Regions from separate parts of the Lactuca sativa genome. Here region 2 is linked to region 1. The links are chromatin contacts, called in public Hi-C maps. All regions are on one chromosome and are shown on one strand. The core of a region is the stretch at or near the end of the contact, and the rest is flanking DNA. Distances in the headings are between cores, read along the strand shown. Region 1 holds the start of LOC111883101 (U-box domain-containing protein 3). Region 2 holds the start of LOC111883093 (putative glucose-6-phosphate 1-epimerase).

Region 1 (2,585 bases), core at 25-2,524:
AAATACTATGATGTTCCTGGTTAAAACTAAACGTGTTTGGGCTCCATTGGGATATAATGTGCAATATTTCGTCCTTTATCTTCTACTACCATGTTATGCATCATGATACATACATACATGATATATCGTAGAGTTTCTAAATCCATTGGTCGTGTTTCATGTTTAACTATATGCCACTTCACCTTCAGCACTCCAAAAGTACATTCCGTATCCTTATGTGCTTCTTCTTGTCTTCTCTTAAGAAAAATGTATGTTTCTTCAACCGGGTGGCGGAATGGCTTTACGAATGTGGAATACAGATGATATATTTCATCTGTAAGGTAATACACATATTTGTATTCATTTCCATTCACCGTGAAAGGAGCATCCAGGGTCTTTCCATTCAAAAGATCGTCAAATATAATTGATCAAGAGCGTTAATGTCGTTGTTGGAACCCGCAACCCCAAAAAATGCATGTCAAATCCATAAATCTTAAGAAGCAATAGCCTCTAAAACCAATGAAGGTGATCCGTGATGACCACTTGCGTATTGCCATTTCCATGCTACCGGACAATTTTTTCATTTCCAGTGTGTGCAATCAATGTTTCCAATCATTCTTAGAAATCCATGGCGTTCTTCATGCGCCGCATACAATTCTTACAAATCATGCAAAGAAGGTTTCCGCAAATACACGTCTCTAAATGTTTCAACAACACCCTTGACAATGTATACAAACTATCCCTTGCGGTTCTTTTAGACATTCTTATATAGTCGTCCATGGTGTCGGGTGACTCGTCCATGGTGTCGGGTGACTCCCCCATAGTCATCAAACGAATGGCCGCAACACATTTCTACAACGTTGTAACCCTCGTCTACCTCTAGCATCATATCTCAATTGAAAAAATTCATATCTAAAAATAAATTAACTACAGTTTAATAATATAGTACATTTGTTGTAAAATAAAAAAAAATAAAAAAAAAAACATGTAGTACATTTGTATTTACTTTGTATAAAAATATAGTAAAGAAACTATACCGACGACGTTAGTCGCCCATAACGAGTAAAAAAGAACACATACCGCATGCTCTTATAGTTGAGATATTTTCTTTACACGATAAAAAAAAACTTTTTTACGAAAAAATTTTAGTATTGGTTAAGATATATTAAGGTTGTTAGTTTGAATACTTTATGACAAAAAGAGCTTTTTTGCATAAACATGAAAATTATGGCACCTGAGGTGTCAAGTCACTCAATACAATAAGTATCCAAAAATCTAATAAGTTTATATTAAAATATGATTATTAAAAATTATAAATAATTAATATAGTAATTGTGTCAGTTATTACATAAAATCTTGGGGCAGGTTTTCTATTTAAGGAAAGTGATGGAGAGATACCAATCCCCAACTCCGAACAGTCACCGGAAAAGCTGCCTAAAATGGTCCACAAGGAATAGTATTAGTAGCCTTTGCTTCTCTTCCAATATTACTCTGAATAAAGCATCCATCCTACTTGCTTATATCAACTATCAACTCACGCAAATCATATATCCTTCCCCTATAATCTGCTTCATCTGTATAGGTTTGTTTCCGATCAGATTTTGATGGCGGAAGTAGCTGTTGTGGAAGCGCTTTTGTTCGGCGATGATGGAGCCAAGGCCGCCGCCACAGAGGCAGTTATTCATCTCACAAACAAACAGAGACACAAACTGGCTGATAATGGAGCCATTCCTCCTCTCCTCTCCATGCTTCATAATCCTCCAGATTTCAAATCCCTAGAATCTGCACTCTTTGCTCTCCTCAGTCTCGCCTATGGCAGCGAAAGGTTCGTTTCGTTCGAACACACTAACTGCATCACGTTTGATTAGATTCGAGTTACAGGTGGACTGAATCGAAATCTAATGGAGAAATGAGTATAAAACTTTGCTTGAAACATATAAATAAGCAATCGAATTTATGGAGTTCGATTGAATCGAATTTATTGAGCTTTTCAACCTCAAAAAGTGAATCGTAATCGATTGGAATTAACACTTTCTGTGTTATGTTTTACAGAAACAAGATCCGGATTGCGAAATCAGGAGCTATTCCTCTCTTTTTAAACCTCATACGATCCCAAATCCATCCATTAATCGACCACGCCATAGCAGCACTTTTAATCTTATCATCTTCCTCGTCAAACAAACGCTCAATGGCGACATCAGGTGCAATCGAAACCCTAAATCAAACCCTCCTTCAAAACAACACCACCCAAGTAAAACTCGACATCATAGTCACTCTCCATAACCTATCACCATATATCCCCACCTTTCTTTCATCATCTACATCATCTTCTTTAATCCACCTCATCCACGAATCCGAAAAATCATCCAAACTAGTCGAGAAATCAATGTGTCTACTCGAACACTTGTCTTCTTCATCAGAGATCGCGTTGAGAGCGATTTCATCGACAGAAATCGGGATTAGGGCAGTTGTGGAGAGTGTAGAAGAAGGTTCGAAGCAGTGTAAGGAGTACGCAGTTGGGATTTTGTTGATGATATGTGAGAGTAGTAGGGAGAGATACAGAGGAATGATTTTATGTGAAGGAGCGATTCCGGGTTTACTTCAGG
Region 2 (2,585 bases), core at 51-2,550, 140 kb before region 1:
CCAAAAGACCCATGTTACAAATGTTAGGGTCGGGTCCAACCAAAAGCATGTCTTTTCTTAGATAAGGTACAACTTTGAATTTTTCTTGGGATCATGTACTCAAGGACTTGATATGGACCTTAAGAAAGAGTCTTTTCGTAGTCCTACAATTTTCTACTTGATTTTTTTTTTCACTCAATATCAATTTTGAGACTTTATGGATTTTATCATGTCAAATAACGGGTCAAGTGTCGCATCTTCCTACTTTTGGGAAAGTTTGTGGTGTACTACTAACTCTCATAGTGCTCCTATTCATTGTAACATTCATTTAAACCATGCAAAGCATTTTTAAACAAAACGTTATTAGATCGCAATTCATGATTTTTTGTTTAGATTTAATATATCTTTGATTAAAGTTTGATTGTGATTTTGATAAATATAAAGCGACCAAGAATAAAAGGAAGAAAAACGTGATGAAGTTGGTTTTATACAACGAATATAAAAAAATAATAATAACCGACATATGATATTTAGAGATAAGTGACAAAAGATGTTGTATAGGGTCGGTTCTGAGGAATTAAAATATTCTCAAAGGTTTAAGACGAGCCAGAAAAAGGGCCCTTATCGTTATTAAAAGTTTTTATTTTTAAATAAATATATATAATAAAAAAATTAGGCCTGGGCAACCCCCCACAATGTTGTACTTTTTTATAAGTAGAATAACAATCTACTATAACTTTCATCAATTTTAGGCAACATACTTTCGTCAACTTATAGAGCATGAAACAAAATTTAGATTCCATAATCTAAAACATATGAAAGAAATATGTATAAGGTTGTAAACAAATGAAAAGGTCGTAAACAAGTATGGTATGTGTTCGTTCATTTGAGTATTAATCAAACAAATAAACAAACATAAACACATAAATTAACAAAGTTCACAAACAGATTTTGAAGCATCAATAAAGATTGTAATTTAAAAAGATCACGTAATATTATCCAAATATATAATTAAGACCAAAATCTAAATCACGATTGTTAACGGACATAGATGAATACATTACAAAATGACCTCTCATGTGTTCTTTCGTCTAATTAAACAGACAAAAATCTAATGTATTTTTTTTTAATAAATAAATTCACTACAGCATTCACTAAACGTTCAATTTGTGTACACTGTGAGCTATATTATATATATGGTTTAAATATATTATCTTTTATTATTCCATTATTCTATACCTTAAAATACAATATTACTTTTTTTTATTTAACTTTTATGTAATGAAATATTTTAGTAACTTGACTTTTGCGTTTATTGGACGGATGAAAATGAAATAAGCTAAGCGTTGTTCTTAGAGCTGATTGATTTTGATTCTATTTTTACGCTTTTTTTTTCCGTTCCATTTTCCTCTGTTTTTGTTTCTATCCTCAAATTTCAAATTCTCTTCCTCTCGTTCCTTTTCAATTTCTTCGTGATGCTCTCTAGGTTATTACTCTGAACGAATTTATGGCGAATAACATCATCAAAGAAGGCGATCGATCGCCTCGAATTATATTGCATGAGCCTACCGGATCAACGGTCGAGGTTCGTTATTTTTTTTTTTTTTGATGATTTTGCTTTCTATATTTGTTTCTTTCGGTAATCGTGCATGACAGGTTTTTCATCCGGTTTAAATGTTCTATTCGGTGTTTTGTATGTATAAGTTTGAATTTGTACTAGAGATTCTTTTCGATAAACAAATTTTTGGGCTGGAATTGTTACAGAATCAAGTGGTTGATGGATGCTGTTAGTTTACGTTTGCGTATGATGCCCTTAGGGCACATTTCCTGCACCAAAATTTCTGTTTTTCTTTTTGAAGTCGAAACTTAATCATTAGAAATATTGTGAATTTTTCCAATTGGTGATCGCAACTATTTGGGTAAATTATCAAACCTGTAAATTGGTTAGTAGTGAGAAAGATGGAATCGGTTAGTGCAGTTTTACGATCGCCAATTTACTGTTTTCAGTCATAATAAGGAATTTGTGTAAAGTAATGCTTTAAATTTGAATAGCATGTATGGATGAGCCCTTAATTTGACCATAGCAGCTTAAAGTTCTAGGGCACCGTGTTTAATTTCTAATGCCGAGTTTGTTTACTTTTTATTTCATACTTCTGTTGCATGCTTTTTTGTACAACTGTTTGTCAAGTATCTTCTTGACTTCTTCCCCTATTTCTTAGAATAATTGAATTGAGATTCTTTTAGTTTATGTGTAGATTCTTACTGTTTGATTGTATCTTTTTCTATCCAATTAGGTGCTCCTGTATGGGGCTCAAGTTATATCTTGGAAGAACGAGCGTAGAGAAGAACTACTTTTCATGAGCAACAAGGTAAAACTGTCATAAGATATTAGTTTACTTATCCATGAAAACTACACATACTCAGAACTATATTGACATGAGAACTTGCTCACCCTGCAGGCAGTTTGCAAACCACCTAAACCTGTCAGAGGTGGCATACCCATTTGCTTTCCACAGGTTTGAGTTAAAAAATCCATTCTCATATTAACCTTCTTTTTTCTCAATGAATGCAATTAAAAACTTTAATATGCATATTTCAGTTTGCAA

What was found. Hi-C and Micro-C count contacts between places; a contact is called where the count stands out from the background.
Region 2: a contact with region 1 is called in a Hi-C map of seed, with 7 times the contacts expected there. The contact joins the promoter of LOC111883093 here to the promoter of LOC111883101 in region 1. A contact is called at or near these places in 3 of 4 Hi-C or Micro-C datasets (bud, leaf and seed).

Annotation. Positions count from the first base shown.
Region 1 is chr4:405,540,245-405,542,829 of Lsat_Salinas_v11, reverse strand. It overlaps LOC111883101 (U-box domain-containing protein 3), which reads left to right and starts at 1,274. Exons shown (of 2, transcript XM_023879475.3): 1 at 1,274-1,804; 2 at 2,032-2,585. The coding sequence starts at 1,584.
Region 2 is chr4:405,676,803-405,679,387 of Lsat_Salinas_v11, reverse strand. LOC111883093 (putative glucose-6-phosphate 1-epimerase) reads left to right here and starts at 1,300. Exons shown (of 8, transcript XM_023879463.3): 1 at 1,300-1,564; 2 at 2,274-2,348; 3 at 2,439-2,495; 4 at 2,579-2,585. The coding sequence starts at 1,487.